Regions from separate parts of the Arachis hypogaea genome. Here region 2 is linked to region 1. Evidence: chromatin contacts called from public Hi-C data. All regions are on one chromosome and are shown on one strand. The core of a region is the stretch at or near the end of the contact, and the rest is flanking DNA. Distances in the headings are between cores, read along the strand shown.

Region 1 (4,829 bases), core at 1,659-4,158:
TATTAATAAAAATAACTATTTTTTACATTAATCGGATGAATAATTATAAAAAAATGAATATAATTATACGACCGTATAAAATGTTTTACACTATTAATACATCAAAATTAAACTCATAAATTACTAGGAAATTCTTTTGCAATTGTATTGCAAATGATTAAATCTAGGGAGCCACTCAGATAAAGACGCTGAAAATATCTTTTTATAAAGATGTTTTTTAATAATTAAAATTTAATACATATAATCAATTAAATCGTGTTATTTTTGTCAAAATTAAGTTAGACAAATTGATCGAAAAATGATAATCAAATCTTGAACTGATCTAAATTAATATTATTTTTTATGAAAAATGTCTATAATACCCTATTATAAAAAATGACTAAAATACTTCTATTATATATATTAATTATGAGAATCCTAAATTTTAGTTCTTTATTTTTCTATCGTAGGGTTAGGATTTAGAATTTTTAAAATTAATATATATATATATATATATATATATATATATATATATATAAAATAAGAGTATTTTAATCATTCTCTATAATAAGGGTATTGTAGTCATTTTTTATAAAAAAATAATATTAATTTAGACCAGTTCAAGATTTGATTCACTATTTTTTTTGATTAAATCAATTTGTCTAGCCTAATTTTGATAAAAATGACATAATTTAATCGATTATATATGTTAAATTTTAATTACTAAAAAACATCTTTAAAAAAAGACGTTTTAGACGTCTTTATGTGAGTGGCACCTTTCGATTTATTCCAAGTTGCCAAAAAGTGGAGGATAGATGCGATGAATGTAGAACAAGTAGTAGAGTATTTTTGTACGTATTTAAAAGTAGTATATCTATTATTTATTAACCGAAAGAAAAATTATAATTAAATTAATTAAAGGGATAAATTTCTCACTCGTTTAAGGGGTTGGACTTTGCATTAAACTCATGTTTAAATGTGTGAGAAAATTGAGTTGATTCCTTAATGTGCTGTCTAATGTAAGTTTGGGCATATAATAAATAATCAAATTAATTATACAAGACTATAGTATGCTAAGTGTCTCTCTTTTGGGGAGAAAAAGGAAAAGTAAGTAAATGTGGTTTCAAACTTTCAATCAGCTGAAGACTTACAAATGACTTGTTTAGTCAACAAAATATGGAAAATCTAATTAAAGTCATTCATAGTCAACACAATTTAATTCTAGTAATTACATTAGTTGAGAAAATCCTCTTAATTGAAGAAAAATTCTACCAATTATATTACACTTCTTTTAATCAAAGATATATAGTATGAGAAATAAGATTAAGTGGAATAAAAAGAACTCCAAAATTAAATTAAAAATACTTGATTACTAATTTATGAGTTCAATTGTAAATAATATTATACTTGTCACTCATATTTTATAGAGTAAAGTATCATTTTTGTTCCCAACGTTTGGGGTAAGATCTAAAGTTGTCCCTAACGTTTTAATCGTCCTATTTAAGTCCCTAACTTTTCAAAACGGACTCAATGTTGTTCTGTCATTAGGAATCCATTAACAGAATTGACGGCGGAACAAAATTAAGACGATTTTGAAACGTGAGGGGATAAATAGGACGAAAACGTTGGGGACAAAAATTATACATAGAAATAAATTTAAATTTTATCCTTCAATAATATCAATTTTTTACTATACATAGTATTCAATTATTTTTTAATCACATCTAAGTAAATTACACTTAATCATGTTATTTTCATTTCAAATAAATTAATTTTTTTTATAATTTAACTCTTAAAGATTTTTAGTTATCATGAAATGTTTGTAGAATGACTAGTATATAAACTTGCAGAAAAAAAAATATATATACAATAAAATATAAATTATATCTTTTGTCTCTAATATATCAAAATTATTTAAAATTATAAAATAATAAATTTATTTAAAATAAAAATAATATGATTAAGTGTAATTTATTTAGATGTAATTAAAAAATAATTGAATACTATGTACAGTAAAAAATTAATATTATTGAAAGATAAAATTAAATTAAAATTTATTTTTATGTATCGTTTTTGTCCCTAACGTTTTCTTCTTATTTAACTCCCTAATGTTTTAAAATCGTCTCAATTCTATCCTGCCGTCAATTTTGTTAACAGATCCCTAACGGCAGGACAACATTGAGTCAATTTTGAAACGTTAGGGACTTAAATAGGACGATTGAAACGTTAGGGACAACTTTAGAACTTATCCTAAACGTTAAGGACAAAAATGATACTTTACTCTATTTTATATAAATATAATGTGAAACAATACCAATATCCCCTATAAAGAGGTCTAAAAATTAAAAGATGATATGTAATATCAAATTTTCACCAACCCCAGTTACCCTCTAAAATCTTCACATATTTTGGATGCTCTATATTTATTGGGTTTAATTTATTACTTGATCATACATATACTTTACGAAGATAAAGAGTTGGAAGACTCTAACAATAAGTATAATTACGAATTAGTCGTCCTTTCATTCCTTTGGTAGATTCGAAATTTCTTTTGTTATTCTTTTACATTTTAGATATCAAAATGAAAGTTATTCTGTTAATCTTTTGTCATAAATAAAAACCTTTTTTTTTTTCAAACTTTAAATGAAACCCTTTCTTTGGCACAAAATGTGCAACTGGACTACAACAATAGCATTCAATTAAGTAGGCTCGGGACATTACAAGATTTAACATAATGGGCTGGACTAGCCCATTGAACACTGGCCCAATAATATGCCAAAAACTTTAAACAAGAAGACCAAATATCTTGACCAAAAAACAAAAAAGAAGACCAAATATGACCGAGAAAAAAACCATAAGCGTGGCATTTTTTCAAACAGTTGGAATGCATAAGAAAATGCTCCTAATTAACAATTTAAATAAAAAAAAAAAAAGCAACCGACGAGTGACTTCTTGGTGGGGAGGTTTTAGAAAATGATTCGGTTCTGTTCAACGTTGACGAGGCCTTCTTCACATTATGATCATTGTGTTAGGCTTCGCTCTTTGATTGAATCATGCAAATCAATGCAGCAAATTAAGCAGACTCATGCACAGTTACTAACCACTGGCCTAATCTCACACTTTGTTTCAGCTAATAAGTTTCTAAAGCTTCTTGCTTTTGCTTCCCTTTCATATGCCCACAAAGTGTTTGATCAAATTCCTCAACCAGACTTGTTCATCTACAACACTATGATCAAGGCCCATTCTTTGTCCTCTGATTCCTGTCGTGATTCCCTCATGGTTTTCCGGTCTTTGATTCGGGATTCGGGTCTTCTTCCTAATAGATATAGCTTTGTGTTTGCTTTTGGTGCTTGTGGGAATGGGTTGGGTGTGCAGGAGGGGGAGCAGGTTCAAGTTCATGCTGTGAAAACTGGCGTGGAGAATAATGTCTATGTTGCAAATGCTTTGATTACTATGTATGGGAAGTGGAAACTTGTGGAGGAGAGCCGAAAGGTCTTTGAATGGGCCGCGGAGTATAGAGATTTGTATTCATGGAACAACATGATTGTTGCTTATGTTGGAGCAGGTAACATGAGCAAAGCTAAGGAATTGTTTGATGGAATGCAAGAGCGTAATGTCGTGTCATGGAGTACGATAATTGCCGGCTATGTGCAGGTATTGCTCGTTTGGAACATCAACAAATTAATCGTACTAATTACTAACATTCGACATTATTGGACATCTTGTTTATTTATAGACATTGCAGAAGTTTGTATTGGAAACTATATCATTTTTTTTTTCCAATACATATCTTGATTGATGTGCTATGTCTAAGTTACTTACTTCATACTTAATATAGGTTGGCTGTTTTATGGAGGCTTTGGATTTCTTCCACATGATGCTACAAGTAGGTACAAAGCCAAATGAATATACACTTGTAAGTGCTCTTACAGCATGTTCAAATCTAGTAGCATTGGATCAAGGGAAGTGGATCCATGTTTACAGTGGCAGAAGTGAAATCAAGATGAATGAGAAGCTTCTTGCTAGCATCATTGACATGTATGCAAAGTGTGGTGACATTGAATCTGCATCAAGAGTTTTCAATGAACACAATTTGAAGCGAAAGGTTTGGCCTTGGAATGCCATGATTGGTGGGTTTGCAATGCATGGAAAACCCAACGAGGCTATAAGTGTTTTTGAACAAATGAAGATTGAAAATGTTTCTCCCAATAGAGTCACGTTCATTGCGTTACTAAATGCTTGTAGCCATGGCCACATGGTCGAGGAGGGGAAGTCCTACTTCAGATTGATGGTTAGTGACTATGGAATTAACCCGGAAATAGAGCATTATGGATGCATGGTAGATCTACTCAGTCGTGCCGGTCTCCTAAAGGAGGCCGAAGAAATGATATCAGGTATGCCTATGGCTCCAGATGTAGCAATTTGGGGAGCACTACTAAATGCTTGTAGAATCTATAAAGATATGCAGAGGGGTTATAGAATAGGGAAAATTATTAAAGAAATGGATCCTGACCATATAGGGTGTCATGTTCTATTGGGTAATATATATTCCACGTCCAGAAGATGGAATGAAGCAAGGATGCTAAGAGAGAAGAATGAAAACAGTGACAGAAAAAAGGTTCCCGGTTGCAGTTCAATTGAATTGAATGGAACATTCCATCAATTCCTTGTTGGGGATCGATCCCATCCTCAAAGTAAAGAGCTTTACTCATTTTTGGATGAGATGACAACCAAGTTAAAGATTGCTGGGTATGTTCCAGAATTTGGGGAGCTTCTGCTCGATATTGATGACGAGGAAGACAAAGAGACTGCCCTGTCAATACACAGTGAGAAATTGGCTATTGCTTTTG
Region 2 (4,829 bases), core at 873-3,372, 39 kb before region 1:
AATTATAGAGACCGATAGAATAAGTAAACCAAAAATTTAAAATTATTTTTTTAGAGTGATTTTTGTTTTTATCCTGTATATAATAATATTAAATTAATAACAATATTTTATCTAGTATGCTAGTATAGCAGTGTCCATTTCAAAAAGCAGATTGCCGAATTATTTAATCGATTATCTGTATTTTATTTAACTTATATATTACCACAAAATACCACAATCCAAACCTCTGAACAAAATATAGTATTTATGAAATAAGGATATATAAAGTTTGATCCCTACTTGAGTAAGTCTTATATAAAGTAATTATTATTTTTCATAATTACCCAAACCTAAAGTTGAAAATTGAAATGTGATAAGATGTTTCACATTATTAGATATGCCATCATTTGAAAATTTAAATCATGCAATAATACTAATTTAATTTCGAAATCAAAATTATAAAATAAAAAATAATTTGTTATGCAAGTTAAAATAATCTTTGCCCGTTGATAAGTAAGGATATCGTAGAATTAAAGACACTAATTATTACATTGCAAAGCCGAATATACTGACAAAAGAGAAAAAGAAGAGATTAATTGATTGAGTGTTTGAACCTTTTTTCTGTACCTTACTTGTTGATAACAAATATATGGCCAATATTTAAAAGACACATGTGGTAATATGTATTATGTAATCATTAATCTTAATCATAATCAATGATAGCTCCAATATAATGTACATTGTAGGGTTTTTATTATTAGACCTTTTTTCAAGTCACATGGATGCATGGATGTTGGTTAATTAATCTCCCTCATTAACCATAAAGTTGAAATTTCATCTTCAAATATTATATGTATATATATATTTATGTAATTAATTTTTGGTTCGGTAAAACTTGAATTTATAACTGTAAAGTTAGCACAAAATTCGCAAAAGACAATGACTTTTTCTATTGGGTAATCATGATGAACCAAAAAATTTATATGTTTGCATTTGTAAGCTGCTTTAGATGTAATTGATGTTCTAAAACAAAGTTGATTGATGATTAATTAAGTAACCGTTGCAGTTGGCACAATTATAATTAAATGTCTTGCTTATAGTATCTTTTTTTTTTTTTCTACTTCCAAAAAAAAATTCATTTATTCAATTATTGTAATTGAAGGAAAAGATATTACAAAAAAAGACTATTTATATATGATAATCTATAAAGCACGGACATTTTGTTGAGTTGTCATGTCTGTGTTTCAGACACATTTCGGACACGACATTCACCGACACTCGTCCGACACACGTGTCTATTGTGTCCAACCGTGTTTTAATAAAAAATAAAAAAAAAATTTCGGACACGTCTGGACACACCTAAATATCATCGCGTGTCAGCGTGTCCAGTCTTATTCTTAACATATATTCTTAAAATAAATTTAGATATAGTATATATTATTATTTATTAAAACAAAAAATATTTTAAATACTTGATATAATTAAAATAAGACATTAAAAATAATTAAAAAATTTAATTTATATTTTAATATTAATAAAATATCAAAATATCATTACGATTTATCTAAAAAATACTTTATATTTTATATGTATGCGTGTCCCCATGTCATGTAAGATTTTAAAATTCGCGTGTCAACGTGTCCCGTGTCGTATCGTGTCTTGTATCCGTGTATTATAGATGATAATTATTATATAATATACTTGCACAAAGTAGATGCTAGTGTAAAATATTTCAAAATGGATGATAATAAAAAAATAAACTATTTTTTTTATATAATAAGAATAAGTGGTTCATTGAAAGAGTGTATATATAGAACATAAAATTAAATGCATGGTCTCCAACAATTAAAAAAAAATATATATTTCCTCATTTTCAGCATTATATCCATGCATATTCCGAATTATTTCAACATAATTTATAACTTATAGCACTTGATTGTCTTAAGTTCTACTCAACTAATTAATTAAGTGACAAAAAGAAAAGAAAAAAAAATAAAGAAAGAAAAGAAAAAGAAAAGGTAGATCTACTAACTGGAGTAAAAATAAAATAAAATGAAAATGAAAATGCATCCAATTATCTTGGTTGCTTCTATGAGTACATGAGTGCATAATTTTGTAAGATTAGATTATATGGCAATAAAATAAAATAAATACTGTCCATATTGTTTACATTAATAAAGTTTACATAAAAGAATCAATTACAATGTGTGTTGTTCCCCCCTTTTATTTTTCCTTTATAAAGGTGAATGAGACATTACAACTGATAATACATGTAAAGTCTATGCTTAACAACCACATGCTTTAGGTGAAATTATGTCACCACCCTCCCCACCAAAACCTCCATGTATATGTATGTACACCTTTGACTTTTCATCCCAATCATATACCCTAACACTATTCTTTCTTCTTTACCATCCTCATTATTAGCTCTAAATAAACTTCACGCATTTTTTACTTTTTATTATAAATTAATTAAAAGAATATATTCAGTATATGAAATATGAAATTGTAATATGATTTAAATGATAAAATTTATTACACATTTAAAATTGATTAACTTATTTAGAGTGCATTTCGTTTGCATTTTTATTTTTAGCATTTTTTTATAATTTTATGAGAAAATAAGAGAAAATAGTACAAATAATAAAATATTTAATTATTCTGTTGGTCTTATAACTTTATTAAATTTGTAGTTATTAAGTCTTTATAATTTTTTTTCTTTTAATTAAGTCCTTACGCTACTTTTAATTTTGTAGTTAAGTCTTTTTTAGTGTAAAAAATGTAAGAATTAATTGAATATTTCTCCGCAAATTGAACGTATCCAAAATTAATAACCTAATTAGATCTTTAACCACATATTTTTTGAAAGAAATATTTCTTTAATTTTAATATTTTTTACATGAAAAGGACTTAATTACAAAATTAAAAGTAATGTAGGGACCTAATTGAAAAGAACAAAAAAGTATAGAAATCTAATTGTAAATTTGATAAAATTATATAGGGACTAACAGAGTAATTAAACCATAATAAAAATTTATTTTTTTTTCACAATTTCTGAAAACTGAAAATATTAAAATAAAAACACAAATTGAACAAATAAAACCTTCAGATTTTTAATACACATTAAAAAATTTTAAGAATTAAACCAACATTTTAGCTAATTATTTTTCCATAACTACATATATCTATATATACATACATATGGTGTATTAATTATCACCAAACCGTGATTTCAGAATAAGCATTGATACACTTCAATTTGTAGATAAAAAACAATGAAAGTAGGTAAATAAAATTAGTTTGCTTTGTCTTAACTATCAAATAATCAATTCCTATCTAAGTAAAAAACCACCGCAATACTATTTAGTGACATTTAGAATCGCACAAATGTTAAAAAAGAAAACCATCACAATATGTATGCTTTGTTTTAGAGTATATACTTTAATACTTTAATTTATAACACCCAATAATAATAGATGTTTGTAAATTTTCTATAATAACAATGCATAAAATTATAATTTTTTATATAATTAGGAGATTATAAACTACTGCGCATGTACCAGCTGCACTCATGTTCATAATACCTAGAATTTCGATTTAATTCTTAAAATTTTTTGATATTATAACTTTAAATGAGTCAATCGATTTTATGAAATTTATACTAAAGTTAACAATTTTACAATTTAAATCTTATTAAAATTTTACATTTTATTTATTTAATTTACTTTTTTTATTTCACGTAAAATCTCAATTTTTTATACCTTACTCATGTTGGATGTAAAGTTAAAAAAAAAAAAAAAAAAAAAAGTAGTACTTATCATCATCAAATAGAAATTACTTGTTATTACCAAGTCACAAAAATGAAGATGTTATAGCTGAATGGATGTTTTTGATAATATTAATGGCAAGAAGGCTAGCTGTCTTTATTCTCCGATCCGTATTAACATCATGATACACAATATAACAATAATAATATTATTATAATAATCATGATTACCAAAAAAAAAAAAAAAAGTTGCTGGCAGATAGATTGTGACGTAGGCATGTGTTTTTCATGACTAAATAAATCTTTCATTATTTAATTAGTTAATAAAAGTAATAGTTTAGTTAATGGAAGAAACATATATAAGAGGAAAATTAAACATGACAAATTAAATCCGTAATCATCATGGATGCTCTTTTTTTTTTTTTTTAGCAAAATGAGAAATGGCATTTCAATATTTCATCAACAAAGCTTGAGCATAATTAATAATGAGTGATGGTATATATCATCAACCTTTCATTTGATAGCGTTGTTTTTTGTTCAATTCAATTATGTAATAGACATATATACAATAATAGAAAATAAGTAATTACTTACGTCTTACTTGACGGTTAACTAGTGTTTTTTGTTTATAATAATATTATAAAAATATAAATTTTTTAAAATTATATATTTTGACATCATAGATTATGATATAAAAATTTATACAATTAAATTATTTTTATAAAAAAAATTATAAGAAAAAAAAAGTTTTTATCAACTAAAAAGATTAAAATCTCCATAAATAAAAAATTAAATAATAAATTTTTAGTTAATTAAATAATTTCACAATTAATAATTAAGTTTAACTTTTATTATCTAAAACATGAAAGAATTTAATGTATATATTTTTATATTTGATTAAATGTTAAGTTTGTTACATAAATAACAATAATTAATTTTTATACTTATTATTTAAAAATAATATTTTTTCTATATATATAAAAAAATAGATATTAATAATATAAAAAAATTTATATTAATAGTTATAAAATTAACTCAAAATTAATTTTTTTTAAATAATTAAATTTTGATTCTAATTATTAAT

What was found. Hi-C and Micro-C count contacts between places; a contact is called where the count stands out from the background.
Region 2: a Hi-C map of leaf shows a contact between it and region 1, with 1.8 times the contacts expected there. The contact joins the enhancer-like site here to the promoter of LOC112751656 in region 1. A contact is called at or near these places in 2 of 8 Hi-C or Micro-C datasets (both in leaf).

What each region holds. Positions count from the first base shown.
Region 1 is chr15:156,358,884-156,363,712 of arahy.Tifrunner.gnm2.J5K5, reverse strand. It overlaps LOC112751656 (pentatricopeptide repeat-containing protein At5g66520-like), which reads left to right and starts at 2,908. Exons shown (of 2, transcript XM_025800870.3): 1 at 2,908-3,633; 2 at 3,818-4,829. The coding sequence starts at 2,953.
Region 2 is chr15:156,397,589-156,402,417 of arahy.Tifrunner.gnm2.J5K5, reverse strand. No RefSeq gene overlaps it. Among protein-coding and RNA genes, the nearest start is that of LOC112751660, 10 kb to the left of the region's middle. Within about 2 kb of position 2,122, at least 1 of the 3 cell types and tissues checked has open chromatin away from gene starts, as enhancers often do.